Regions from separate parts of the Mus musculus genome. Here all the other regions are linked to region 1. Evidence: chromatin contacts called from public HiChIP or PLAC-seq and promoter capture Hi-C data. All regions are on one chromosome and are shown on one strand. The core of a region is the stretch at or near the end of the contact, and the rest is flanking DNA. Distances in the headings are between cores, read along the strand shown.

Evidence for each region. Promoter capture Hi-C pulls out the DNA fragments that hold promoters and counts their contacts. HiChIP or PLAC-seq counts read pairs in DNA pulled down with a chosen protein or histone mark.
Region 2: a contact with region 1 is called in an H3K4me3 HiChIP or PLAC-seq map of bone marrow-derived macrophages, with 8 times the contacts expected there. The contact joins the enhancer-like site here to the promoter of Cd180 in region 1. A contact is called at or near these places in 10 of 39 promoter capture datasets (the C10 cell line, the HPC-7 cell line, cranial neural crest and 6 more), 1 of 484 Hi-C or Micro-C datasets (bone marrow-derived macrophages), 6 of 115 datasets of contacts at active chromatin or transcription factors (bone marrow-derived dendritic cells, bone marrow-derived macrophages, embryonic stem cells and 1 more) and 1 of 9 other capture datasets (liver).
Region 3: a contact with region 1 is called in an H3K27ac HiChIP or PLAC-seq map of microglia, with 7 times the contacts expected there. The contact joins the enhancer-like site here to the promoter of Cd180 in region 1. A contact is called at or near these places in 2 of 39 promoter capture datasets (hematopoietic stem and progenitor cells and liver) and 5 of 115 datasets of contacts at active chromatin or transcription factors (bone marrow-derived macrophages, embryonic stem cells, microglia and 1 more).
Region 4: a contact with region 1 is called in an H3K4me3 HiChIP or PLAC-seq map of bone marrow-derived macrophages, with 4 times the contacts expected there. The contact joins the enhancer-like site here to the promoter of Cd180 in region 1. A contact is called at or near these places in 5 of 39 promoter capture datasets (3T3-L1-derived adipocytes, cranial neural crest, frontonasal cranial neural crest and 2 more), 2 of 115 datasets of contacts at active chromatin or transcription factors (bone marrow-derived dendritic cells and bone marrow-derived macrophages) and 2 of 9 other capture datasets (adipose tissue and liver).
Region 5: a contact with region 1 is called in a promoter capture Hi-C map of liver, with 2.4 times the contacts expected there. The contact joins the enhancer-like site here to the promoter of Cd180 in region 1. A contact is called at or near these places in 6 of 39 promoter capture datasets (the 3T3-L1 cell line, the C10 cell line, hippocampal neurons and 3 more), 3 of 115 datasets of contacts at active chromatin or transcription factors (bone marrow-derived dendritic cells, bone marrow-derived macrophages and microglia) and 1 of 9 other capture datasets (adipose tissue).

The regions. Positions count from the first base shown.
Region 1 is chr13:102,692,144-102,694,942 of GRCm38.p6, reverse strand. Cd180 (CD180 antigen) reads right to left here and starts at 1,385. Exons shown (of 3, transcript NM_008533.2): 1 at 1,154-1,385. The coding sequence starts at 1,243.
Region 2 is chr13:101,735,397-101,738,195 of GRCm38.p6, reverse strand. The region is part of intron 2 of Pik3r1 (phosphoinositide-3-kinase regulatory subunit 1); the gene reads left to right. Among named protein-coding and RNA genes, the nearest start is that of Pik3r1, 31 kb to the left of the region's middle. Within about 2 kb of position 1,360, at least 65 of the 459 cell types and tissues checked have an H3K27ac peak or open chromatin away from gene starts, as enhancers often do. A contact at or near this core is called in the HPC-7 cell line, bone marrow-derived dendritic cells, bone marrow-derived macrophages and 3 more, where this site is marked.
Region 3 is chr13:101,795,813-101,798,611 of GRCm38.p6, reverse strand. No RefSeq gene overlaps it. Among named protein-coding and RNA genes, the nearest start is that of Pik3r1, 29 kb to the right of the region's middle. Within about 2 kb of position 1,466, at least 29 of the 459 cell types and tissues checked have an H3K27ac peak or open chromatin away from gene starts, as enhancers often do. A contact at or near this core is called in microglia, where this site is marked.
Region 4 is chr13:101,842,858-101,845,656 of GRCm38.p6, reverse strand. No RefSeq gene overlaps it. Among named protein-coding and RNA genes, the nearest start is that of Pik3r1, 76 kb to the right of the region's middle. Within about 2 kb of position 1,411, at least 13 of the 459 cell types and tissues checked have an H3K27ac peak or open chromatin away from gene starts, as enhancers often do. A contact at or near this core is called in bone marrow-derived dendritic cells and bone marrow-derived macrophages, where this site is marked.
Region 5 is chr13:101,913,543-101,916,341 of GRCm38.p6, reverse strand. No RefSeq gene overlaps it. Among named protein-coding and RNA genes, the nearest start is that of Gm41044, 99 kb to the left of the region's middle. Within about 2 kb of position 1,436, at least 50 of the 459 cell types and tissues checked have an H3K27ac peak or open chromatin away from gene starts, as enhancers often do. A contact at or near this core is called in adipose tissue, bone marrow-derived dendritic cells, bone marrow-derived macrophages and 1 more, where this site is marked.

The DNA of each region.
Region 1 (2,799 bases), core at 136-2,635:
AACCATGTACTCCTGCCACTGATTCTAACTCCGAGGACACCATGCCTCAAGTGACTATAACTGGAGAGAAGGCCTTTCAAGATATGATTACAGTAAAATGAGGAATGCTGGGTAGGTCCTGAGCCAGCATGACTAATGTCCCAATAAGAGAAAATGAGACACACTTAAGCATGGGGAGAGACACAAGAGGACAACCAACGATAAGCCAAGGGAAAGTCCTCAGAGGAAAACAACCTTGCTGTTACCTCCATCCTGGATCTCCAGCCTCCAGAAACGACAAACAATACATTCCTACTGTGTAAAATCCCTCACTCTGAAGCTCTGCTTCTGGAAACCCAAAGAAACTAATATAACATCCCTGCCTTGGATTTCCCTGGTATCCTATTTCTGCTCAGTCTGGGAGCATCCCGAGTCTACCCAAATCCAAGGCTAACAAGCTTCTGTTTATTTCTGCTCCAGACTTTATTCCAGTCCTGGCTTTGGGTTCAATTTATACCCTTGACTTCTAGCTATCCCTGGCCTACATTCTCCTTTTGGTCTCCAAGTAGGAAAGCGGCTAACCGAGCCATCAAGGCTCACAGTCTTTTCTGTCTTCGCCATTTGTCAAGCAGGCCCACGTGGACTGGCTACTGGCCAGGGTCAAGGACAGTGGTAGGGAGGTTTAAGATGGCAAAAGATCGAGGCCATTCTCTCTCTCTCCATTCTCTTCATGGTTTCCCATGCATTGATAAATATTGTTACAGTTTAAACCAGAAGGTTTGAGTTGCCTCGGGTCTCAGATTTACTCTGGTTGGTTAGTCCTACAGATGGAAGGGTTTGTCTAATTGGAGGAGAAGATCAATCTGTATTCACAATGATCCTTATAAATTTTCTGAATCTTGGCATGAGCCTGTCTTTACTAGCCCTTCTCAAGACAGCTAAGAAACCAAAGGGTTCTGTGGGGAGTGACCATGTCCTAGGACAGTGGACAAACAGCTTTAGGCATCAGGATTGAGGGGATCTGCTCTTTGCACCAAACCCCTGATGATATCTCCCGTTGTCCTTTTCAGGACAGTAGAGACTGCGAGCCAAAGCTCAGATGAATCTGTATACGATATCTCAAGTTTTTCAGCAAGTGTCAGCAGCTGGGTAGAGACAAATAGTTTGGACTCACCTCAATGCACTTCTGATCTGAGGATGTGGTGGCTCGGCAACTGGCCAAGAAGAGGGCCACTAAAAAGAAGCAGCTGATGTCCGGAGCCATCCCAGGTCCAGAGCAAGCCCAGCTGCGTAGGATTATCTAATGCTCAGAGCCAAGCAATCTAATCACACTCTAATAGCCCTGGCAATTTGGCAGGCAATGAAGTGCTCAGAAGGTCGATCTTAGAACCGAAATGCTGGGAGCTGCTCAGCATTTGTGGATCTGTCATGCAAAAGGAAAAAAAAAAAAAAAAAAAAAAAAGGGGAAGTTCTTTTTGCATACCAACCATCTTGGCCAAAAATAACTAAGAGCCCTACCCCATGATGGCCTACTGCATTTCCTGTCAAACACACGGATGAGTTGTGCAGCTCTCTAGAATCTCACTACGATGCTTCCCACTGCGTTGAAGCCAGTTTCAAGGGGTTTGGGCCACTTAGCCAATTTCTAGTCTCTATCCTTGTGAGAGTCTGTGGATGTAGGAATTTGCTGCACTCACAATGGACACCACTTCTTCTAGCTGTCCCTGTGAGTGGTTAGGAGAAGGGTAGAGCAGGGCAGAGTGCTTTCCTGCAGCAAACCTGAGGGCTTTGACACTGGGGACTGGGGCAGAAGGAGATAGGCCCAACGGTCCTGCTAGCTGAGTGAACCTCATCTGCTTCCTGGACCACTGCTGTTCTTTCTGTGGACAGATTACTTTCTCTCTCACCCTAGTGACTTAGGACTGTTAAAATGGCTCAGGTGAAAGCCCCTTGTCTGGTTTCACAAAAGGCTCAAAGTTAAACAAGACAGCTGGAGCAGAAATAAGTATATCAGCTTGGGGTCCCTTTTGCCTTAGAAATAGCTTTGACATTGAATAAGTCAGTTGTTAGAGTGATTTCTTAGCATGCATTAAACTTCCAAGTTTGATCCCCAGCATCCCATACAACAAACAGTCATGGGCATACCCACCAGAAATTCAGCATTCCGGAGATAGAGGCAGGAAGATAGGTCACTCAAGGTCAGAGGGAGTTTGAGGCCAGCCCAGGTTACAGGAAATCCTTTCTAGGGGGTGAGGGGAGAAAAAAGCAATAGGGGCAGTAATTATTTGGAAGATCAAGGAGTGGCAGGGAGAGAAAAAGATCAAGCATTTACCCAGTGAACTTAGCTACCACAGGTCTTTTCTGACCTTGAACCGGTTGATATATGGGGGATAGCTGGTGTTGCCTTCTAAAACAATTGAATAGACTTGAATAGTAGACAGGACAAGGGATGTTCACTCCTCTCTTTCAGCAGAGGCTGAACAGGGGCAGGAAAAGCTTCTCCTTTGGGCTTCGTTAGGGATGTTCTCAGTAACGAGGCGTTCCATAAAATGCCATCCTCACCAACAAGCATACCTCTGAAGATGCTATTTGCAAAACATGATCTAAGCCAATAAAGGTGCATGGCAGGGCACTTTACCTCACAGAAGGCACCCCTCACAGTGAGGAACCAAAGGGGCTAAGCCTCAGGTCCACTGCTGGCCATCTGAGTGACCTCCAAAAAAGACACCACAGTTCCCTGGATGTAGTTTCTTGTCTGTAAGACTGGGGCTGTTGTGCTTATATCACATGGTAGTTATGAGGATCAAAAGGGATCATTTG
Region 2 (2,799 bases), core at 111-2,610, 960 kb after region 1:
TTTATTTTAATTAGAAATATTAAGCTACACTCAGTGGGCTTCATGGAAAAAATTTTTTTCTAATTGCATATTTTATTTTACGTCAAGTAATAAATTAAATTTTTGTGGGTACCAAAAAGACGTTTTAGCTTTAACCACAATCATAACTCATGCTAAATATATTAATGTTGTGTTGATTAGCTGGCTAACTGTTTCTGGAGAGTTAACTGGTGAGACCTATTGTTGTTGATGTTTTTCGTTTTCCAGTAATAGTGGCAGAGCAATCAGTGTCCTTTCTGGAGAAAGGTTCTCGTTTGAGTTGCTCTGATCAATACAGGTGACTAGAAGCAGAGGTAAAGAGCAGCGCTTACTTCTGCTGTGTTCTCTTTAAAACTCTGTCAGATGCTGTTGTTGCGTTGCCCCTCCCGTGGGTTTGACAGAGTTTCTGGGAAATCCACAGAGGCAACTCTCTCAGCCTCTTACGAAAAGGGGCAGAATGGAAGGGGGAACTCACTCACAGTTCCTGTCGGGATTAAACCGGGCATCCAAGTGGCGCGCCTCAGGTTGACTCTCAGACCTAGCTGCTGTCTCTGGGATGGAAGATCCCATCTCAACATCCTCCATGTATAGCACAGAACAATCCTTGTTACCCATCTCGTTTTCTCGCCAAAGAGAATCTGTAGAACAAAGCAATTTAGACTACTCAAGTACATTGGCCATTCCCAGTTGTCTTTGACAGTTCTTAATTAGAGTAAAAACGGACACAGTCAGCAGTAGGAACAGTTTTTCGGGACATTTGGGAATTTGTACAAATATACTTTAGAGGAAAAAAAAAAAAAAAGAAAGACAAACTGTTTGGCTTCTGCATCATTTATTATGTGTGCGCCCTTGAATCTGGTGTAAAGTGCCTGGGATGAAGATTGGTTTCTGCTATTGTACAGCCAAAGGGGTAGCCATTGCACTATGGTCTCAGTTACATGGTGAACTTGTAAATAAGTCAGGCATTAAAAACTTCCAGTGGCATCCTTGGCTGAGAGTCCGTCTTAGTCACTGTGAAGTATTTGCTGCATGACCTAAAGATGGTACCATAACATACATAGCCTTGGCTTTCTCATCTGTAAAATGGGATCGATGGCCAGGAATGAGCTGTGTGGGAGCTCTCTCAGACACACCTCCACTCCCAGAAGACCCCAGGACCTAAGGCTCATTGATGATAATTCTCAAAACAGAAAGGACACATTGAACACACACACACACACACACACACACACACACACACACTCAGTGTTTCTTAGACTTAAGTGATATGTTTGAACCTGACGAAAATGAAAGGAATTGAGATTGCCCGGCCACAGGAAATAGAGGCCAAGGGCCAAGTTAAACAGCTGAAACCACGCACAAAGCAGGAGATCATGGGAGATAGCAAACGCTTCGACGCTCTCTTTGTCGGTGTTTGAGGGAGAAATGACAGCAGAATTGTCATGTTTAGACCAGCTGCCTCTTCTACCTCACCTGAGAGTTCTCCTCCTCGTCCGTGGAAGGCAGACAGGACCAGCTGTGTTCTGTGGCAAAATGCGTTTTTCTCCACAGCTCGGTGCTTTCCCAGGCGCAGGCACCCTGGAACCTGGAATGGTTTCGTTTCTTAGCACAGAGTTTTCATTTAACATGGAACATTGTTGCTTGAATGATGCTCATTAGGAGTCTCTACTCATGTTTTCCTTTGCCTGCTTCAATAGTATCTAGTTCTGTTTTCTGTTTGTTTCTTGTTTTGTTTTCCAAGACTGTTCTTCTTTAGTCCTAGGAGACTAATACTTTACACACACACACACACACACACACCCAAGCTGACCTCTAAACTCATGATAATCCTCCTGCCTCAGCTTCTCTAGAGCTAGAATTATAAGTATAGGCAATCAGGCCCAACTGTTTGTGCCACTTAGGTATAAACCATTCCAGGGTCATGGATCTGTTAGGCAGAGTTTAGTTGACTCCATACTGTATCTTCAGAGGGCATAGTACTGGCAAAACCATACCCAGAGCTGCAGTTCACTTCTGCTTTGTCCATTTAGTGTGTCCATTTCCTCTTTGAGGAAAACCTTTGGTTTTTCAGAACTCCATTTTCCTTTACAAAGTCAGAGTTGCAATAGCAAAATAACTTAAAAATATTTTGTTTTCTTGCTCACTAATTCATTATGAAATAGCTCAATGCTTAAAAGGAAAAAAAGAAAAAATGTGCTGGGTCTTGGTGGGAGGGAGGACATGCCTGCCTGCCTGCTCTGAATCTGATTCTCCTGCCCAATAGAGGTTGCCATCTATTGGCCAAAGAGAGAAATAAAATGAAAAGTTCGGCCCACGCTCCAGGTGGTGCGATGGTCACGGAGAGGTTCTTTTGGTAAAGTTCTTGGCTAAAATATATGAAAATGCATGATTCTTTAGGAACCTTAAGCCCAGGATCATTGGCCGTAGCCGGTCTCTGTAAGTCATGATAGGTATTTAAGAAGTGGCTACATAGCTCTTTTAAATGCATATTTCTTGAGACCACCAGAATTCCATTTTAATGAAATATTAAATGGAGTTTTAATTAGACAAATTGATGGCTGATTTTGTAACTCTGTGGTTGGTTTGGGCTTTCTTTCATTCCAGCCTTTGGAATCTGGTATTTCCTGCCCAGCTGACATGAGACAGGCTCTGTAGAACGGGCAACTGGTGGCTCTTGGTGCTGGGATCTGGTTAATTTGACCATGTGCACTATTTAGAGGTTTAAGTAGTGGCATCTCTCCAGAGTTGTATAATGTCATAAGGTGCATTTGACAAAAAAAG
Region 3 (2,799 bases), core at 217-2,716, 900 kb after region 1:
TTAAGGGCTTTTTTCTTTTTACATTATTAAGTCAGATGATTTTTTTTTCCTAATACTCATATCTCGCATGTGCATTTCTGGTTTGAAGAACTTTAAACCATGTTTCAAAGTTACATTTTTAAGTTTTAGAGCATGGCATAATTCTATGTTTGGAAATTTTAGGACAGCTGAATGATTTTCTATCTGTATGTATCTATCTAATCTATATTTATCATTTCTGGAGTGGGCTGTACACATAAAAAAATCTCGTGATAATGTGTTACCATTATATCTTTAATTCTTGGTTCTTGTAAGAATAATGTTGGTGAAGACATCACTATAGTCACTGTTAATACATAATTAATTACCCCCAAACCAGCAGCTTAGGCCTGTGCTTTCATTTTTGTTCTCAGCTTTATGGTTGAGAATCTAAAAAGGTCTCCGTAGGCAGGTCTCTCCCAGGACCTCGCCTACAGGTACAGTCAATGGTACCTGGGCTCCTGCCCCAGATGAGGCATGCACTGGCTGCTTGGAGTCCCTACTGATGGTCTCTTTGTTGTTGACTCCAGCATAGTGTTGAAGAGCAGCCAGATGTCCTGTGTGGCGGGTAACCTTACTTGGAATATGCAGGAGAGTAAGGCAGGACTTTCACTCTCAGTTGCCCCTGCCAGGGGCACCTCCCAGTGGGAAGAGGAAGGGGGTCTTTGAAGGCATGTTTTGAAGCTGTGGTGGGTTTCCTTTTGTTGTGTCCTTTAAGAAGAACAATTTGGTGCTTAGTTTCTTAAACTAGACTACAGATCATCTTCAAGACCCCACACGTTTGGGAGTTCGTTTTATGCTTCTAGAACTTAGTACGGGGCTGTTGTGTACCAAGTGCTACAAAACAGAATCAAAGGCCTACAGTCAAAAAAAAATCCCACCCTTCAAAGCAAACAGTCAGGTTTATTGTGCTGATAAAACCACCCTAGAGAGATAACCAGGATACCTTAGGTTGTTTGAGTCTGAGCCAGTCATCTAATTCAGCTCTTCTTCTTTTCCCTCCAATGACACAGTTGCAGGTTAAGCTGTACAGCCAAGTAGCAAAGACAGGACCATTGGTGCCCAAGGTCTAGTCATTGTTTCTGGTCCACCTGAAAGCTCTGTTTTATCAGTTATTGTTTGAGAGTTTGGTTTTATTGAAACTCAGAGAGACTCCAGTGGCTTAGATCATTCTTATACACAAGAATGGGGCAAGACTTTCTGTCAATCTGCTGAGTGCAGCAGGAGCCTTTCCCTCTCTCTCTCTGACCTTTCTGTCTATTCTAGGAAGATAAAGAAAAGTCCCAGAGGCCTCCCCAGGAGGCCCTGGGGCTCTGCATTGATCTCTGCAGTCTTGAAAAAAACTAACTTCCTGGCCGTTTCTTCTTGTTTCTCAGGAGAATCTTGTGGCCTATCTGTCTGGGACCAAGCAGAGTCTGAAAGGCTTCCTGTGACTTCTACACAGGCTGTGAGGAAGTAGAGATGTCACAGAATGTTCCAGGAACGTTAGACTATGTTTCAGGCAGTGCCTATGACTTGGGACCGTGATGTAAGTCATCATCTTGGCCTTTCGGTATGAGACAAGCAGCGAGCCCAGTAGCCACCTTTGTATCACGGAGATGCAGGTTTGCAAAGAAGAATGGAACTGTTAAAGAGCCTTCCTAGTGGCTACCAGGAGGGTAGGAGCAATGCTTTCTGGCTTAAGGTTTGTCTAGCTTTCCTGAGCAGAAGGCTTTTACTTCTGCATGTACTGTGGCTGTAATTAAGTGATTCACATTCACAATGCTCAGTATTTATCTAAAATACTCTAAGTCCTCATTAGGAGGGGGGAAATTCATTAACATTTGGCTTCCTGAACTTACTAATGTGGTACATCCCTCTCTAAGCTCCTTTTAACACTAGGGTTCTCCAGAGAAACGGAATAGTGTGTGTGTGTGTGTGTGTGTGTGTGTGTGTGTGTGTGTGTGTGTGAAGATGCAAAGAGATTTGCTGCAAGGAATTGCTAGTATTGTTATGAAAAGCTGACAAAGCTCAATGAGCAGCATACTAGAACCTTAGGAAAGCAGGGGTCACCAAGCTGGGTCCCAATGACTTGGCTTAACCAGAAGCCAGCTGGAGTAGCTCTAGGCAAATGCCAGTAAGACCAGAGATCCAGGGTAACCTGAAGACGAGAAACAAGGCAAAGCAATGCTTCAGCTCTAGGTACCCAGAGGGAAGGAACCATCTTTCCTGTAGTAGCCAACCTCTATGTTCTAAGCTTCTGCAATCTGCCTGAGTCTCACTCATGTTAGAGAGAACGATGTATTACCACGTCTACTAATTCAAGTATTAATTTCATCCACAAACACCCTCATACTCAAAATATGTTTGGCTGGATATCTGGGAAATCTCTTACACAGTTACTTTTGATACAATTAGCCATCACACTTACGGTGATGGGGTCACACACTACAGAGGACTAATCAGATAGAAATCTCAGATAAATCTCCATGATTGTAACAGAAATGTCTCTCTACTTACTCTGATCTGGTACTCATGTATATGTAAAGTTTTTCCTGTTTGCTGTGCGCCCACAGCATTTCTATTTAGGGCCTGTAACTATATGGGGCAGCCCATGTATGTTTGATCTTTACTGTCATCTTGAATGCATTCAGAATAATTAGGAGACACATTGGCAGTGTGTCTGTGGGACAGTCCCAAGATATTTAAATGAGGAGGGAAGAACCACTCCAATTGTGCACTATGCCACCCCAGGGGCTGCAGTCCCAGACAATGTAGCACCCACTCTTCTGACTCTGATGC
Region 4 (2,799 bases), core at 162-2,661, 850 kb after region 1:
GAGACCTCTATACAAGCATTTTTGTGCACTTAAACATACAGGTATATAGTAGACACACACACACACACACACACACACACACACACACACACGACAGACAGAGTAGCTCTTCAATATCTAAAGCTATAGCAAAACATAGGTTTGCATGACTCTCAACCTAGATCCTATCTGAAGAAGCATATAAAATAAAAATCTGATTTTTGTTCATCATTAAAATAGTCCACATGAAATATTATCTCTATGCTTTAGACAGAAACCATGCCTTTAAAAAAAAAAGTTCAGAGTGGCATGAGGAAGGCTGTGTAAGAACAGTTAATCCTGGGTAAAATACTTCTGACAGAACACCTCGGGGTCAATGCTTCCTTAATCCTTCGCTGCCAACACTCACTCTGATTGTGAATAGTAGATTAGTGTTCTGTGTTGAAGGTCTCTACACAGCTCTGTGGCTGAAGGCTGTCCTTGACTTGGCATGATCTGAACTTTAAGAGCAAAGAAAAGCAGTGGGTATCTGTTTAAAAAGAAAAAAAAAACTTTAAAAAGTGATTCCCACACTCCACATGTCCCGGGACAGGGATATTGGCAAAGCCATATTAGAAGCGTTAGCTCAGTGAAGCTCTGTGCGTATAAGTTGCAACAAAAGAACTTTCACAGCAGCAGGAAGATATTCATCATGTTATATAAGTGGCATTATAAAACAGATAAAACACATAGTCCAAAAAAGCAATAAGCAAGTCTTCTGGAACTAAGTTGATGCTGGAAAACTCCAGATTATAAATCATGTTTACACAAGACTAAGCTTGAAAGAAGTTAAACTGTTCTGAGAAGAGAAACATATTAAACTGTGCATTCCATCATGGACAAACGGGAATGGAGATCTTTGGATTATGGATTTGGCTACCCATGAATACATCAAGTGATTCGAAAATGGTACATGATCCTCCTCTGTGCAAACACTTTTGTAAACCATGGTCAGAGTTTAGTTCCATGAGTCAGAGCCACTGCTTGCATTTCTGTCCCAAGTGATAAGCTGCCCCTTGGGCTGTGCCCAAGGATAGAAACCACCCAGCCAAGACTCCCAGGGGCCAAGCACTTAGTACAATGGTCCTGGGATAAGTAGAAAGCAGTGATGTCACAGCCTTGTCATAAGGAGAATCTTCCAGCTGTGTTACTGAGAAGAAGAAATTTAGGGGCTGACTTTATGAGATGAGCCAGAATGTAGGACTTTTGTGTAAAAAAAAATTGTATTTTTAACATACTGAGCTAACTCAAATGTATGAAAACACTACATACAGAAAGAAATCAGAGCAAATCTCCTAGGTATAATTGGAGTTGGTCCTATCAGGATACGATTCCTTCTTTGACCTCTAACACATGATTGTGAATAATGTTCCTCTTATGATGAAGGAAGTGAGAGTAAACTTCAGAATCTTCCCTGAGGAGGCAACTCTGCTATTATCAGCTCTCCCAACCATGGGTCATGCAATAGAGTGAGTGGTGACCCCTGTCCTGCCAAAGATATGTCTATATTCTATTCTGTGGAACCTGTAAATGGCACCTTATGTTGAAAATGATCTGGATGTAATTAAATCAGAGACTTTTGTATGAGATCACCCTGGATTACCTAGGTAGGCCTTCCATTTAACAACCTTATAGAGGACAAACAGAAGTTGGACTGAAGAATATTGGAACAGCTGGAGACTGGGCAAAGAATGGTTACAGGATCTCAAGCCATAATACACCCCAAAGTACCAGAAGCTAAAGAAAACAAAGGGCAGAATTCTTCCTAGAGCCTTCAGAGGGTACATAGCCCTGAGGATACTGTCACTTTGTCCTTCTGGTTTTCAAAACTGTGATGATAAATGTGACCTTATTGTTATGAGTCACCAAATTCGAGGTAATATTTTTATGGCTGCTACAGGAGCTATCATAGGTCAACATCATGTCTCTTCACAGGGTTTCTGTAAGCAACTTCCCACCACCTGATACACAGATGCACCCCCTTTATTAAAAATTATACCCCAAACTACAAAACAGCTTCTCCACTTAAACTGGAGTCTTCATGTCATCAAAATTAAATAAAATATTCATGTAGCCCAAGAGAACCAATAATCTACAGAGAATAATGTCTTCAGTGGAGAATTACATTGAAAACCAAGCATACCTTGGCTGCTAGGGTTCTGCACTAGAAAGACAACTCAGATAGGAACGAGACCATCTCTGAAGTCTGAAAGAATTGTTATTTCTTTCTTTCTTCTACTCCAAATGTCAAGACCATCATCAAGACTTTTCTAATGGAATCAGAGGCTATTGAGGCCATAGCCTGATGTACCATATGTTTGTTTAGCAAATCGTATAGGTCCAGAATTCACCTCTCCTTTAAGTTCCTATGGGTCTCTCTAATTTCTTTTTTTTAATATGATTATCTCTCAAGGAACTTGCTTTTAAATAGAGGAGGAGGGATGGAACAAGAGTCATTGGCTCAGATGATGAATGTTAGAGATAAGCACACAGTGTTGCTTTTGTTGTCTTTATTGTTGTGTTGTTTGTGGAGCTACAGATCAAACCCATGGCTCTCAGCATGCTAGACAAGTACTCTAAGCCATTTCCCCAGCCCCGCAGGTCTATAGAATGAACAAAAAGTATTGGTTGTCCAGTAAATGCTGTTCTAGAGCTAACTACTCTGATTGTAACCTTGTGGTATGGTATATCCCTGTTCATCTGGGGAAAATTGGTCAAGAATCACTCTTCTGATATGTCTTCTCTGATTTCACATCTTGTTCCCAGTCTCCACTGGACTAT
Region 5 (2,799 bases), core at 187-2,686, 780 kb after region 1:
AACAACGTTGTGAGTGTAAACACACCTTTAACAGACATTTCTCTAGCCAGAAGAGCTGATAAAAGGTTTGACTGGGAAGGTGGCCACAGACATGACCTATGTGCCTTTCTATTCGTTCATCTCTCTTCCTTCCTTTGGGGATCTTTTTTCTTTACCCCTTGCCTGTTTTCTATTTATAGGCATAACATATTTGAGCGCGATGACCAGATGACTAGAAATAGCCTAGGTCATTTGTTCTGTTAGCAAAGTTAGCTCCTCCCTTTCTTCAACTAATCTATGATTGTGTTTCTCGCACTTAATAATGGGTGTGAATTGAAAATGTGATACCAGATAAAGAAAAGAAAAACTAAAGTCTCCTTTTCCAGAGCCTATCACCACGAGAGCATGGGCTCTGACATTTCTGTTCTTTTCTTTTTGTTTCTCACACGCATGAGAGATTCCAGGAAAGCTTTCTTTTCTTTTCTTTCTTTTTTCAGCCTTTTTTTCTTCAAACTAAGTAGCGTTGGTACCCTGAGCCAGAGAGTGCAGTGGCTGGTGAGCGAGTGTTGACTTGTCTAAGCAAAGCACTGCTCAGAGCATTAGGAAAGGGAAATCCAGGGACTGGGAGCAGATTGTGGCAATTCCCACACACTTTGTCTCACTCTCTTCTAGCTGGGTATGCGTGGCTAAAGTCACGTTGCAGCCTCGCCTTGCAAGGAGGGAAACAATAAGCTAACAGGCTTCCAGCATAGACTTCTCACATTGGCCTCCAGAAGTTAAAATGAGTACAAGGCAGACTTCCAATCCCTAAAGAGGTTGTTGTGTATGTAAACACACACACATACTCCACACACACACTGTACATACCACACATATACATATATATGCACACACAGAGACATACAGACACACACTCCACATACCACACACAACACACTATACACACACCACACACACACACACACACACACACACACACACTACACCATACACACACATACACACATACCATACATACTTTATACATTACACACCACATACACACATGCACACATCACATACACACCACACACATACCAACCACATACACCAGCCCTAAAATAAAACATCTACTGAATACAACTTCCAACTGGGGCACAGATCTGAACAAAAAACACATTTCCTCACAACTTTGTTGCCTGGGAGTGTCTTTCTGGACCCCCTCTGTACACCACTTCTATACACACCTTCAAGATACCAAGCACTCCTGAACACTGCCTTTCTTGACCCTGGATACCAAAGAGACGTTCTGCCTTTGTAAAAGGCCACCCCTGAATAGTCTTGCTAATGTATACCTTATCTGTGGAGACAGAGATAAGAAGGCCCAATCAATAGCAGCCTGTGTATAGAACAAAGCTTTGGCTTAAATACTAAGGCTAAGAGCAACTTGGACGAAATAGGGAACTGGGCTTAGGCCAAAGTCTGGAGCTGCTGCTGGTGCAAAGAGGGCGGTTTTTTGTGTGGTAGATTTACAGCATGCAGCATAGACCATCAGCCCTCCTGACTGCCCTTAAGAGAGTTAGACATCCCGATTTGCATTCCCCACATGGCTCTTAGAAGCATCCTGAAGCTTGGCCACAAGCCAACAAGACTTGGAACGCCAAGATTCAAGATACCATTTTTTTTTTCTGGTTCACAGTATTTCTAAATATGAACTCTCCTTCTAAGCAAGGAGAATTTAATTTTTTTTCTAAGCAACAAAATTTTTATAGAGATCAAGGTAAGGAAAGCTACTGTTTTTGTCTGGTTCTCTTCAGCTGGGGTCTGGGTCCTCTTCCCATCACACTGGCCACGTAGGGCATAATAGGGCTTATATACTGGGTTTAGTATACAGATAGGTTCTCAGATCTGCATGGTTTATTGTCCTAATTTCTTTTTCTGTTGCTGTGTAAAATAAAGACAACTTAAGAGAGAATGGACTTGTTCTGGTCCAGAGTTCAGGTTAAGGTCCACTCTGGCAGAAAAGTCACAGTGGCAGGAACTGAAAGGAGCTGGTTACGTCATATTCGGAGACAGAATGAACGGGCAACAGACACCAGCATGTTGGTGCTCTCCTTCATTTCTCTGTTTTAAACATGTCAAGGCTTGGTCCTGCCCACCATCATGAATCAGGACAGTCCTTCACAGACATGCCTTAAGACCTATCTCCTGGGTGACTCTAGAGTCTGTCAAGGTGACAAATAACACTAATCGTCACATCTAGAGCAGTCGTTCTCACCATTCCTAACCCTGTGGCCCTTTCATGTTGTGGGACACCTCCCCCCCCCCTGCCCCCAGCCATAAAATTACTTTCATTGCTACTTCATAACTGTAATTTTGCTACTGATATGAGTCATAGTGTAAGTATCTGTGTTTTCTGATGGTCTTAGGCAACCCCCTGTAAAAGGGTTGTTCAACCTCCGCAAAGAAGGTCACAACTCACAGGTTGAGAATTGCTAGCCTGGAGGTACAACTGAGTCACAGAAGGTGCTCACTCTCTTTCCTGTTCATCTTGTGGGCCCTGGAATTTAGGGGGAGCTAGACTCACAGAAGGAGGTTTTTGCTTGCTGCTTTGCTTTGCTTTGCTTTGGAAAACAAGATTTTAGATTGTGGGGGTTATTTGTTTGTGGTTGTTTGTTTTTGCCAATTGGAAACAAACAAAAACTACCATGGGAGTGACACCAGTGAGCTCCCAGTCATCAGACTTTGTATTTTCAAAAGGGTGTTTGTCCTGTTGACCCAGTCTCTTCAATTGGTCATATGGTCGATACTGACAGCTTTCTTTTTAAATGTCCCCAAGGG